Regions from separate parts of the Rattus norvegicus genome. Here region 2 is linked to region 1. A link is a contact called in public Hi-C data. All regions are on one chromosome and are shown on one strand. Each heading gives the region's core, a stretch centred on a gene start, on an enhancer-like site or on the middle of the called end of the contact. The rest is flanking DNA. Distances are from core to core; before and after follow the strand shown. Region 1 overlaps LOC134479711 (a long non-coding RNA gene). Region 2 overlaps Ankrd46 (ankyrin repeat domain 46).

Evidence for each region. Hi-C and Micro-C count contacts between places; a contact is called where the count stands out from the background.
Region 2: a contact with region 1 is called in a Hi-C map of kidney, with 2.0 times the contacts expected there. The contact joins two enhancer-like sites. A contact is called at or near these places in 4 of 12 Hi-C or Micro-C datasets (kidney and liver).

Annotation. Positions count from the first base shown.
Region 1 is chr7:69,490,897-69,498,078 of GRCr8, forward strand. The region is part of intron 1 of LOC134479711 (a long non-coding RNA gene); the gene reads left to right. Among named protein-coding and RNA genes, the nearest start is that of Ankrd46, 59 kb to the right of the region's middle. Within about 2 kb of position 2,490, at least 1 of the 93 cell types and tissues checked has an H3K27ac peak or open chromatin away from gene starts, as enhancers often do. A contact at or near this core is called in kidney, where this site is marked.
Region 2 is chr7:69,542,615-69,549,796 of GRCr8, forward strand. The region is part of intron 2 of Ankrd46 (ankyrin repeat domain 46); the gene reads right to left. Among named protein-coding and RNA genes, the nearest start is that of Ankrd46, 7.1 kb to the right of the region's middle. Within about 2 kb of position 2,762, at least 71 of the 93 cell types and tissues checked have an H3K27ac peak or open chromatin away from gene starts, as enhancers often do. A contact at or near this core is called in kidney, where this site is marked.

The DNA.
Region 1 (7,182 bases), core at 1,240-3,739:
GCTCTTGGGGAGTGAAGTGTTCACCTTCCATATAGGCAAGGAGAGATCACCAGGATGGCCTATTAAGTTCCCAGTCACCTGTCTCTGGGAAGCAGAGTCTCTCTGTCCTAAGCTTCTCTAGGAAACCAAGCCTTAGAAATAGCTATGACTACTTTGCCTACAACTTAGCACTTGGCTTGTGGTTGAAAAATAAGCTGAGGGGCTGGGGATTTAGCTCAGTGGTTAGAGTGCTTACCTAGGAAGCGCAAGGCCCTGGGTTCGGTCCTCAGCTCCGGAAAAAAAAAAAGAAAAAAAGAAAAATAAGCTGGGCAAGCCTTGCTTGTTCATCTGATTGCATTGTACTTGGTTTCTTGTCCACAGTTTTGAAACTTGGGACTGACCGCATCCCTCACAAGGGTGGTGCTTTCTATTTGATATCCGTTCAGTTTGTGTGTTCTTAACCCAGTACTGAAGCTCAACTAAGAAACCAAAAGGCCCAGCAGTGTTTGACACTAGCAGTGTGTGTCTTACACGCTAGGCCTCTGGATATAATGCAAAACTAACACGACTCCGCCCCCCCAAATCCTTTAGATCTGTCTCCAGTTACTTCAGCCCTGAATAGTTCCTGCCTAACCTGAGATCTCCAGGAAGTATGTTGGACTTTATCTGGCTATGGGCTCAGCAAGTCAAATTTGCCCATAATTCATTTCCTTCTTTTTCTTGTGCTGCGCATGCAAAGCTTGGTGATAGGTTCCTCTGCAGTGGGAAACATACTTAAGATCATTTCTACTGAAATGCTTTTCTTAGGGCTAGGTTTGCAGCAAAAACAATTATGGCACAGAGTATGAATCTTCCCATTTGCTTAAAGACCTAGGAGGCATCTGGTGATAGGATTCTAGAATCCCATCAATCTGTCTACCCTGCCTGAAAGATGAAGACAGCATACAGTTGGTTGGTTCCACAGTTTTCTTCTAACTAAGCTTTCTACATATTGTTCTCATCAAAACACACACACACACACACACACACACACACACACACACACACACACACACACACGTTTTTCAAACAAACTTTCACTAATCTGTCCTAGCTGGCCTTCAAGGTAGTCCAGCATGGTCTTGAATATACCATTCTCCTGCCTCCGTACCCTAAGTGATGTGGTTACTGAAGAACACTATCACATCAGGGTTACGTGGTGCTGAGGATCAAATCCGGGGCCTTAACCATACTAGGTAATCATACTACCACTGAGTCACATGCCCTGTCCTCCACCACCACCTTATAATCATCAATAATAACAACAGCTAATGATTATTGATCATGTGGTGTATATGCAAGGAACTGTGGCACTTCTCACACATATGACCTCATTTCCACTCTCATAACTGTCTACGTCACTGTAATTTCCTTTTACAGATCGGGAAGTAAGAAGAAGATGGGTAAAATCGCTTGCCCAATTGCACACGGTTTATAGACGGCAGAGTTAGCAGTAGTCCATTTTATCTGACTCAAAATGCATGTTCTTACTCCTGGCCCTAATTTGCCTGTGAAATCAGAGTTGATGATAGAGAGGAAAAAACCCTGTTTTATTTATTTATTTAAATTTTTATTTTTACTTATGGTGTGTGTCTTTTTGTCTGTGTTGAGGGTGTGTGCAAGCAAGCTCAGGAGCCTGAAGGGGCCAGAGGAGGTTGTCAGAGGCCCCTGTGGCTGAAGTTGTCATGATCTGCTGTGGAGCAGTTGTGAGCTGCCTCAGATGGGTGCTGGGAACTGGACTTGGGTCCTCTGCAAGAGCTCTGAACCACTCTCCGGCCCCTAGAAGTCTGGCTCTACAGCCAAGGGTAGCCACATGACATCCTAGGATCAAATGCGTGGTTCTTATTCATTTCCAGATGCTCCTTCTTCCCGCTCAAGCTTCGGTGGGACATGACTCCAGGGTAGGAAGTCAGAGTGGGGGAAGTGAAGGACAAAGGGGGAGGGTGGAAGACTCTGAAGGGGACACAGGGGACCACAGAGAACGGGTTAATGAGGTAGGAACACCGTGTGACTGTGAGAATGCCCACCCATCAACACTGACATCTAAGGGTGGGGAGATCTGAGGACTCCATGCAGGCATGTAACTGCCTTAGCATTTGCAGTTACAAAGGCTGTGTGCTCTTTGCAGGCTGGTTAAAACCTCCTTATCTTGTTTCCACCCTTAACCATCCAACAGAAACACAGACACCCCCAACACCCACTGCACCTCAACCACATAGCAAGGGGGACACCCCAGGAAACACCAAGCTAGTGGGCAGCAAATGTCAAGAGAAGACTGCTGTCCACGCCCACCTCTCAGACCCCCTTTCCTCTGCATCCCACGCTGCAGGAATGTTTGAGCGGCTTCTAAGGTTTAGTGTAAATGGCTAGCCTCGTCAGAGATAGGCATGCGTGCTGTCTGATACTACACAACCTTGGGAGGTAGGACTGTTTGGGTCTCTTGCTGTTTCATAGGCTTTGCTGGTGCATAAGTCCACATTCCAGGGGTCATGGTTCATCTCTGCTGGCACAAACTGAGAGCTTTTTACCATGCATTTTGTTCTCTTCAACCAAGCAGCTGCCCTAACTAAAGTCAAGTAGTCATTGCCAATGTACCCAAGGGCAAATGGGGGTTGTAAAGCCACAGGTTTGGGTTAATGTTTGCTTCTGTTTATATATTCCTGGATAGGCTATGGAATTTGCCTAATGATTATGTTTTACTGAAAAAGTTAATCAATGTCTAGAGGGCTAGCTATAGACCACCACAGTGATAGGGAAAAGTTGGACTCCAAAGTCTCATCTCCAAGGGCCAGGTCTCTGAGTAGAGTCACAGGAATGGTACAGTGAACAATGAAAGTGGCCAGAGGGACTGTGGGGCTGTTGCTGACAGCCTGACCTTCATTTTGTAAGGCGTTAGAGTCCAACTATTAGGGGTACACCACTAGGACATCATGTGACCAGGATTACCCATCTCACCCAGCCACAGCCATACTTCTTCTGGCCCCTGTATCACCTTCAATAATGGACCAGTACTATTTCACTAGGTCGCTCTTTGCCCTTGGAATTGTTGACCAGAGACGCCCCTGAAAATTTGTACAAATGTGTCTGACCTTGAGCAGGTATGTGTGTGTGTGTGTGTGTGTGTGTGTGTGTGTGTGTGTGTGTGTGTGTGGCGGTGCTGTGACATCCCGGTCTCAGTTGCTGATTCTAGTTAAGAGAAGGGAGAGAACGGGAAACTAGTTACAACCTGCTGCAACAGGGTCTGCACAGGAGCATGTGAGAGAAGCTAAGATGGACCAGAGCACAGCCTTGGGGCTGGGGAGACCCTAAGAGAAGAACATTTAAGACTAAACAAATACTAAAGAGGAGGTGGCACCAGGTGCTAGTGGTGCACACCTTTAATCCCAGCACTCAGAGGCAGAGGCAAGAGAATCTCTGTGGGTTCAAGACCAGCCTGATCTACAGAGTGAGTTCCAAGACAACCAGGGTTACACAGGGGAAAAAAAAAAAAAGAGGAGATGGGGGTTTGCCAGGCCGGGGTTGTTGTTGTACAGAATAATAGTCTCCAAGGACATGAAGGCCTATATAGCTACTAGGTAGCAAACAGATTTTGGTGACGCGATTAAATGAAATGAGAGGCTATCCTGGATTATCCAAAGATTCTTCAGTGTAACCACAGTGTCACGGGTTAGACCTGAACTGTCACCATAGGCTTGTGCTTTGAACATTGGTTCCCTCTGCTGCCCCAGTGGTGCTGTCTTAAAGGCTTTGGAACTTTAAGGAGACAGGCTTAGTTGATAGACAGATGCTTGGTGGGTTGCTAGGTGTGGGACACTGAATGCTGTACCCTCGTCCTTGGTCCTGACCACTCTACTCACTGGTCCCCTGTGATATGGGGAGCCTCAGGCACTGGCAGGAGCTCTGTCTTGTCTTTCCCACCATGATGAGCTGGAACCATGAGGCAAAGTAAACCTTCTCTCCATTCGTTCTGTCAGTTTTCTCCTCCTCCTGCTGCTTCTTCATCATCATAATTTTTTTCCCTTTTCTTTTTTTCGGAGCTGGGGATCAAACCCAGGGCCTTGCGCTTACTGCTGAGCTAAATCCCCAACCCCCATCATCATCATTTTATGTGTATGAGTGTTTAACTCGCATGTCTGTCTGTGCCTCATGTCCACAGAAGCCAGAGGAGGGAGTCCGATCCCTCACGGGTGGCTGTGAGTTGACATGTGGGTACTTGAAATCAAACCCAGGTCCTCTGGAAGAACGTCCAGTCCTCTTAATTGCTGAACCATGTCTCCAGCCCCTCTGTCAGGTATTTTTGTCACTGTGATGCAAAATTCAATATCACACACACACACACACACACACACACACACACACACACCACACGTGAACTTATGCTCACACATTCACAAACGCACACACTCACATACATATTCACACATGCACACACACATTCACAATACTCACACACATGCTCACACACTTACTCGCATGTTCACACACTCATACATATGTTCATATAAGCACACAGTCACACACATGCTGACACTCACATATGCACACACATGTTCACACACATGCTCACATACATGCACATGCACACACACACAGTGGGGCTGAGACACACATAGACAGATCATGAAGGAAGCAGGAAAAGCATCTGTCTAAAGCAGAAGAGAAGGAAATTTGGCCTCAAAGGCAGAGATCACGGTGATGGGCTGTGATGAAGGAACAAGGAAATTCAAGCAAGGGAGTTGAGCCCACCCTGAGAAGCCAATGGATTCTCTCCCCCAAGACTCCAGAAGGAACGTCCCTGGCAGCCCTTTGTTTTTGGCTCATCCAAACTGATGTGTGTATAAAAAGAGAGAGAGGATATGTCCCAGCTTTCAGCACCACTGCTGTGTTGAGAAAAGGATAAAGAGAAGATGGATGTGTTCTAAGCGGTCTGGAGGAAGGGGATGCCTCTGCGGGCCATAAGACATCCCTTCCCCCTCAGGGACCAGCCTGAGGTATACACAATGGTATAGTATAGAATAGAGTTTATTCAGGGCATAGGGAAGGTAGTAGGCAGAGAGAGAGAGAGAGAGAGAGAGAGAGAGAGAGAGAGAGAGAGAGAGAGAGAGAGTAAGTAGAGTGAAGCCTGGCCATGGGCACATGGACAGAAGGGGGAAGGGAATAGGGAGAGAGGGGACAAAAGGGGAAGAAGGTAAGAGCAAGAGAGCAAGAGAGTGAGGAGGGGGCAAGCAGCCCCTTTTATAGTGAGTTAGGCATACCTGACTGTTGCCAGGTAACTGTGGGGTGGAGCTTAGACAGAACGCTAACACAAACCAACCCCAAGACTTCTGGCCTCCAGAATTCTGACAGAACTACATTTTCTCTTCATCACATCAAGTTTGTGAAATGTGTTACTGAGATAACAGGAAGCCAATACTGGGACTTGTGGAAAGGGAGGAACTCGGGATGGGGTGGGGTGGGGTGGAGTGGGGTGAAGAGAATGACAATTTCTGAGCGAGAGGCCTATTCCAGGGAGGAATTAACTAGGGACTGGGAGATCTGTTCTAAATGCAGGTGGTATGATCCCCAAAGTCCGGGAGCCCAGAAGGAATGCAACAACATTCTGAGGGTTCTGGATGTTGTGTACAAGGCTGTGAGATGTCTGGGCGCCATGCAGTACTGGAGCTGTGAGAAACTCTCTCAGGCAGGAGTACTCTACGTAATGGCTTAGAGCAGCAGCGAGATGTGGGGAAAGATGACAGAGGCCGGGGACCCGAATGTTTCTGTTTACAGTTTGGGCATCTTTGGCAGAGAGCTAGTGGACAAACTGAGAGTGACTGTTTCAGAGTCATGTATCTTCAAAGACGGCAGGAGGAAGAAGAGAGATTCGGGGAGGGAGTCCCCGAATGGAAAAACTAGACGCATAAAAACAACCAAATCAACAATTATGTTAAATGTAACTTAACTAAAATGTTCCATTTGAGAAGTCAAGAGTCAATAGATCTAAAACAGCAATTCAATATATAAAGCCAGTGGTGGGTGGGAAGCAGGAGCATCAAAAAAAAAAAAAAAAAAAAAAGACATTGTGTGTTTCATGGAGGAGGGGAGTCTTAAAACTCATTTTTCAGAGCATCACAATCCTGATAGCAAAGTCAAAGGAAACATTTGATGAGACAAATCGCACACCAGTAGTCTCCAAAAACCTTTAACGATCAGCAAGATTGAAAAACTGATAAGCCAGCAACTGTCTATATAGGCACAGGCCGTCGAGGCATTCACAGAGAAGGTAACAACGGGCCGGTGAGCATGTGGAAGGTGTTGTGTTGTGGATTTGCTCTATTTGTGTATGTGTGTACCTGTGTGGGTGCAAACGCCAGCAGAGGACAGAAGGTCATCCACTTCCTGTCCATCAGAGTTATAGTCCGTTGTGAACTGCCATGTGGGTGCTGAGAACTGAACCCCAGTCCTCTGCAAGAGCAGCCAGTACAGACACTGCCATCACTCCAGCCCTGTGTGAAGGTCTGTTCACCATCCCAACCATCGATCGCTGGAGAGATGAGAATTAAACCCACAGTGAACGGTAGTACCACATATCCACCCTAAGGGCTAGAATTAAAAAGACAAAATCAATGTATGTCCTTCAGGTATCAATGCACCACAACCCTCACGGATTCTCTGTGAGAATGTAGAATGGTGCAAACACTTCAGAAGAAAGTTCCTGTGGTTTCTATAAACCTAGATCTTCTGACACAACAGCTCAGCAGTTTTACTCCTAAGTATTCATGTAGTAAAAATTAAAAGCAAGCCCATGAGAGCCTTATGCTTACCTACAGAACCCGTGGTCAAGTATAACACCTTTATTTACAATAGTTAAAGCCCAGGAAACTGTCTGAGTGTCAGGAATGAGGAGATAAACCATAGAACACACACACACACACACACACACACACACACACACACACACACACAGAGTCAGCACAGAAAAGGAATGAACTAAAACAACAAACGCTGAGGTTTTAAATACAGCACAGAATGGTAAAAAAAAAAAAAAAGTCTTAAACTACTGCTCTCTGATGGGAAAAAGTCAGGATGGATTTTGATGTAGAAAAGGCAAAGTGTTCAGAACTTTGATGGGGTGATGCTGATGAAGGACCGTGGTACCCAGGTGCGTGCATTTAGCAAAACACG
Region 2 (7,182 bases), core at 1,512-4,011, 52 kb after region 1:
GGCATATACTTAGGGTTTTACTGAATGTTATGTAACTCTAACAACTTCAAGGTGAGTTTGTTATCCTTCGATTTCTGTAAGAGTCCTTTAGACTTCAGGCCCAGGAGACGGCTGGCCTTACTGGTGTTTCAGACAGAGACCTGGACAGACATGTGCAGAGCTATACAGAAAAGACTAGAGACAAGCAATCAATCAGTAGGTCAGTGGGCAGGAAATGATGGAATTGGGGATGGAGGAGAGGACCTTCTGGAGAGGGAAGAGAACATGACCACAGCTGAACAGCAGCTGGTAAGAACACTGTGGACAGAAGTCAAGATAAAGCACTTCTGATCCTAAGTCGCATGGTCAGGGGTCTGTGCGGGGCAGGGTTCATTAGGAACAGAGCTCAGCTGGCCTCTAACACCTGCTCTTCCTGCTTTAGCTACCAAAGCTGGCTTGAAATAATAACAACTCCTTAAAAAGTAATCCTCAGGGCTGGAGAGGTAGCTCAGTGTGTTAAGACCACTTGTTGCTGGGGGTTGGAGAGGTGGCTCAGCAGTTAAGAGCACTGGATAATCTTCCAGAGGACCTGGGTTCAATTCCCAAAGACTACCTGACACTCCAGTGCCAGGGATCCAAAACCATTACAAAGACACATATGCAGGCAAAACTCCAAAGCACATAAAATAAAGATAGATAAATCATTTTTTAAAAAAGCACATGTTGCTCCTGCAGAAGATCCACCCAGGTCCGGCTCCTGGCACACACACACGGTGGCCCACAGGCATCCATAACCCCAGGTGCAGGCAGACCAATGCCCTCTTCTGACCTTTGGGCCTCAGGCACAGACTTGGTGCACAGACAAAATGTAAGCAAAACAGTGACACTCATAAAATAAATCTAGAAAATATTTTTTAAAAATTAAAAAGGCAGGGCTGGAGAGATGGCTCAGCGGTTAAGAGCACCCAACTACTCTTCCAGAGGTCCTGAGTTCAATTCCCAGCAACCACATGGTGGCTCACAACCATCTGTAAAGAGATCCGATGCCCTCTTCTGGTGTGTCTGAAAACAGCTACAGTGTACTTATATATAATAAATGAATAAATCTTTTAAAAAAAAATTGAAAAGGCAGGGGCTGGGGATTTAGCTCAGTAGTAGAGCGCTTGCCTAGCAAGCGCAAGGCCCTGGGTTCAGTCCCCAGCTCCGAAAAAAAGAAAAGAAAAAAAAATTAAAAAGGCATAGTTTCCATGTAGTAGTTATCTACACGTATGCGCGCACACACACACACACACGCACACACACACATAATTCCACCTTAATATTTTATTTTATAAAGTAGTTAGCAGTTCTTCTGCGAGAGCCTTCTCTTAACCCCCCTCTCCCCCTACCCCTCACTGGACTGGAGCAGAAAATGAGACCAACAAAAACCCAACATAAAATATTTTGGAAATATAAGTGCATTTACCAAGTATTCTCAAGAGCAGAGATTCGTTGGCTACACTCTGTAAGAAATAACACTAGAAACCTACCTACTGGGTGTTTTGACTCAGCCCTTCTGGTTAGCAGGCTGGGATTCTTCTGGTGAGGCCCAGGCTGGGGAAGAGTCAGCCCTTCTAGTCTGCTCTAAGGTGAGAAGTTTCTCCATGCTGGAGGGACTGCTCACCTTAACCCCACAGTTAAGACTCCCTACAGACAGCCCTCTCCCCCTGGTCAGGGAGGTGCAGGCCACAGCTCCCTGAGTGTCTCAGGCCATGAAGAAGTTCACAGCAGAACACACGGGGAAGGTGCAAGGTGAAATGTTCCCCCACGACACCCAGAGCTGTGTCTGAATTCCTAACGAGGTTCAGCAAAGAAACGGTACGGAACCCAGAAGGGTCGAGAACAAGAAACCTGACCTACAGCAAGGTGCAGTGAGAAAGAGCATGCTGTTCTATGACACAGAGCAGGCCACAGGCCTGTGCACACTCCCCAGAACACCTGAGGTGAAGCAGCAACCGGCCAGGCCACCAAGTGACTAACTTGTGAGTGAGGAGAGCGGAGGGGCGTGGCGTGGAGTTGTGACAAAGCGCAGGCGAGAAAGAGACCTCCATGTGTCATCTACAGGGAGGAGCCAGGCTCTGGAAGTTACCCTCAGCCTCTGGAACTCTGAACACATATTCTCCACAAAGTAAATGGAAGCTAACCTCTAATTTTGGATAAGTAAGTTTTCCAGAGCCACAAAATTTGAACTTAGGGCCTTGCATAAGCAAGGATCAATCACTGAGCCACATCCCTAGCTCTATAAAGAACTCTTAGAAAGAAACGAAAGAGGCGGAAGGGTAAACAAAGAGCCCAAGCGTATAGCTCAGCCAGACAGATCGCCTGGCTCCCTGGCCTGTATCTCCTCTCTGCCCTTCCTCATCTCTGCAGCAGTTGGTCTTCCTGCACAGCCTTGCTCTTCCAGCACTGCCGCCCACCCTCCGATTTCCCTCAGCAGCAGGGTGCCCTGTCTGACCATGCCTATGAAGGACTGCTGAAGCAGGGTGCTGGGCAGCAGCCTGGATCACACAAGGGAAGTCTCAATCAGTAAACACTCACTGAGCCTGGAATATGTCACGTTAGCTGGTTGCACTATCCCAGAGAAAGCAGGAGGGAGAGACGTGAAGTCTGACCAGTGTGAGGAGCAGCTCTCAGGACTGTAGAGCCGTTTTCTTGTTGCTGGAAGCTGTCAGAGTTTGGCCACTCCATCCGGATGTGTGTGGTGCTGCACCGCCTGGGAGTAAAGCCAGCTTGGATCCTTCCCAGCTGTATGACCTAGTCCTCGGTCTGCGGTTAGTACTGTCCCAGGCCTGCTGTGCAGACATGAGCTTGCAAGGCATATCCATCCCTTGGTAACAGAGCAGCTTCTAGCAATGGGGTGACATCTAGTAGGGAGGAAAACCTCCAGAAAAAAGAGCTGGCATAGTAAAAGCACAATGCCTAGAGTAGCAGCCAAGCCCGGGAAAGCACACTGGCTGTTCACGAGGGCTCTGTTTGTAAAGGGCAGTGAGCACGAGGCCTGTCCACAGGCAGACTTGTGGGCATTGCCAAGACATGTGCTGTGAGGCGTGAGGGGTGGTGCAGCGTCAGTAAGAACTGTGTGCAGCACTGATGGTCGCTCCCCCTCAGGCCTCAGCTGTGACCTAAAGCCAAATAACAAGCAAGGAGGTTTGGGTGGAAGCCTGAGAGCCAGACTCGATGGAAAGGTCTATCCAACATGCTTCTCGTTTACATACCAAATTCTGAATTCACAGCCTTGGATCGAAGTATAGAAGTTCTAGGATCAAATGCTTCATGGCCAGAATCTAACGGAAAGGCCCTGTGTCTTAGTATGGGCTGTGCTGATAACCTTACATGTCTTTCTCTATCCAGTATTAATAATCAAGTACATACAGTATGGATTTGTCTTTCATTTTGAAAGTCACTGGGAAAGCATCAAAGTGCTACTCCCCTGGTTCAAATGCACTGGTGGCATCATGCCTACGGAGGAGCAATTAGAAGCAGGTATTAAAGCTAGGACGCTGGAGCAAACTATAAGCAAAACTGGCATGTTGGGAGTAGGCGGCATGGGGGAGCCATCAGACCTCACTGCATACCCTACCTAACATCACAGAGAGAGGGAAGCAGTGTGGGGGAGAGGGAGTCCGACCTGGAGTCTGTGGTGCTGGTTGTTCTTATCCCTATAAAGGAGTCCAGGGACTTCCACATAGAATACAACTGCAATGAGCAGAAGGCAAGCGCTTCAGGAAACCGAACCGTGCCAGTGTGCACTCAGAACCCTAACTTAGATCCAGAGACCGCCCAGTGAGCAGTGACTGGTCCTAACCCAAGGGTACGCGTGCGTACCGTACCGCAGGTCTCAGGAAGGGAGCAGGCACACGTACTCACATTCCAAATGGACTCCCCTCACCTCAACAACAATAAAGCTCAGCCGTGTGGCCTGCTCCACAGGAAGCAGCCCTGTCATCACTGAGTACAAGAAAGTTCTTGTGGAACAACAATAACAAAGTCTTTGACAGTGTCCTCCAGTGTACGGGAAGTGACTGGATTCCTGCACTTGACCTAAGCCTTTCTCACTGTCTGAGATAACAAACGAACCCTTACCCAATTTCCCCTCTGCCAACAAGAAACTAACAACACTAAAACAGGGATGTCTACTGTATTCTAGCAATATTTAGAATTTTTTTTATTGATTTACTGACTAGAGTTTAGTCACAACTCAACTTTTAGAAAAGACAATAGATTTAAATAAGTCTAAATAAAATGTCCAATTTCCACAAAAGTACTACTTGGTAGTTTGGGTAGGCTAATATTTTGTTTTCTAGAATCTTTACTATGTACTTATGCATTTAAGAGCTCTAACTGTGGGGCTGGGGATTTAGCTCAGTGGTAGAGCGCTTACCTAGGAAGCGCAAGGCCCTGGGTTCGGTCTCCAGCTCCGAAAAAAAGAACCAAAAAAAAAAAAAAAGAGCTCTAACTGCAAAGGGGTCCTTTCCAGTTTATGATCTATACTACACTGCATGAACACTAAGGGCCTGAGAGGTGGACCTCTGCGTCCTGTCCTGCCCCTGGGTTACTCATGGACAACGGCTGAGTTCACAGCGGTTCTCATAGCCAACAGCGCCACCTTGTGAGGTATCCGGGCTGCAGCGTGGCTTAGTTTTGGAGGCCGCCTTGCCTTGTGTGTGAAAACAGAATCATGCACAGGGGCTAGCAGGCACTTAGCAGGCATCCTTCAGGCAAAGCCTCCGTCTGAACAACACGGGAGCAACTTCTTCTGTCACACAACCTTGGAGAGTGTCTAGTGGACGTCACTGGGCCGTCTGACTACCGTGAGGCTACACACATCATAGTACTTTTCACTATACCAAATGGCCTTCATATACCTTAAAACCCAACTCTTACACTTTCTACTGAGCCAACAGGCCATGTGGTGGCCTTGGTCCGTTGGCTGCACACACTTACACATAACTGCAGAGGGATGAGCAGACAACTTCCCCAACAGATGCTAACAGCATTAGCTAAATGGCCCTGAACTGGGAGAAGGACCTACCTACAGGTGTTGGCTGTTTTAAAGCTGAAGCCTCTAGGATTGAAAGGAAGTGTCTGAGGCTTTACAGGGAGCTGGGCTCTCTTCTCTCTTGACAATAAGATGTAGGGGGTCATCTTTTGATGCCTAGTGAAGGGAGGATGAATTCGGGGATCTGGATGTAAGAAGAAAATGTGGGTTTTTCACCTCCCTACATTTCCAAGCCCACACAATGTAGTAAGACTAGTAAAGGAAGAAGTTAGGTTTTAGCTGAATCTTGTACATGCTGCTGTCGCTTAGGAAACCATGGTGGGGTGGGAAGTAGAGAATGCCTGTACCTGAGGCAAAGCAGACCCAGCAATTCCCAGAGTCTCCCCAGCAGAATACTTTCAAGTGGAAGAGGGACGAGTCAGAGTGAGTCTCTGTCTGACTCAGAGGCAGCCCATACACAGCCTCTCCTAGCAAGGGAGACGATGGGCGGGTTCAGTCTCCCAGAGTGCTCTGCAGGATCTTTCAGAGACGGGGACAAGTTCCGGATCAGCTCCCAGGAATTATGGATAGATGGTGGGGGTAGTTCTGTGCGTGTGTGAAGAGAGGTCGGAGGTGCAGGATCCCTTGGAGCTGGAGTTACGGAAGGCTTTGAGCCACCTCACATAAGTGGGTCCTGAAGAGCAGACTTCTCTCTTAGCCACAGAGCCGTCTCTGCAGCCTCCACTCAGGAACTATCTTTACGGACTGCTCAGAAAGCTCAAAGGTCAGGGTGACAACACAGGAAAAGAGCACATCGACTGCAGAGTGCACCCTGCAACAACTACACTCAGGCCCACTGTCTTCCAGGGCGTGTCCTCTGCTGAATAATACCGCCTCCTGGACGAACCATCCAGTGAAGACTCAGACCCCAGGAGCTAAAGCTCCTAGCTGCTTTACATACACACTTCCATACTTACTCACTATCTCCTAAAGCCACATCTTGTCATTTACCCTCTGACTGATACTAAGGAGACCGGCAAGAATGGTAAATGTTCTGTATGGCCTGTCATTAGAGACACGACAAACGGTAATACTGAACAATTCTTTATTTAAACTCTGAATAACTGCTACTTTGAGCTTTTGTTCTGGCACTCAAGAAAAGGTCATTATGACACGAGAATTGTTCTTTAAGATGCTTTCAAAAGACGATGATCTCATGGACTCCAAATACTATAACAAGTTTCTTATTTTTGAGTTCATGGGACAAATTATATCCCAGAATGCACAAGTTTTGGATTCTGGAAAATGAATGAATCATAAATGTTTTGTATCTTAAGCCACAGAGGCATAAGAAGAGACCGAGACAATTTAAAGCTTGCTTCAGGTTCAAGACAGCTTGTAAACGTGTCCTTGGCCTTTGCCTGTCTGTCCAGCAACACTCACTCATCCAAACAAGCCCTCCTACACGGCTTCTCTTCTATCTGTACTGAGCTGAGCTGAGCTTTTAGTTACAGGTTATCAGGTGATGTAGGTGTGGACCACCACTTCAGAAACAGATACATCTGGGAGGCCCTCAGGCTGCACCACCATCTTAGCTGCCCTTCCTGGACTTCAAGTCCCACCCCCTGATCCTAATGCACCTCTGACCGTCCAGAGTCCCCATTCCCTCACCGTGTGGATATTTCTTTTATATCCTTCAGTCTCTGCTGTGGCCTTTAGGGGCCACACAGGGAGAAATCTTTGGGCACAACTGTTGCTAAGGCTCTTCAGCCAGCTTCAAGGCCAGCGTCTGACACGGTCCTCCCCACTGCTCTTACTCAGAACACACTCCGATCCCTGGTTACTCATTTCCTATTCCATTACCACAGGCTTCTGCTCCAATTCACTCCTTCTCCTTACTTCCCATATCACTCTTCTTGTAGCTCACTAAAGTGCTAATTTAGATGAGAGACTTTAAACAATTATCTATGAATCCCAGAAGAATGCTGAGAGCTGCAGAGTGCAGTTACTGCAGCCAGGTATATCACTTTACAATGTAAACAAACATGGTTTCAACTACGGCAGGCGAAGCAGCTCTTGCATGTAACACGTTGCTGTTTGTGTCTGTTTGCACTCCACTCCATTCAAGCAGGGCTGTGACGCCTCAAAGCCTTACCTGCCTCTGTTCTATGGCAAGCACCCGACCT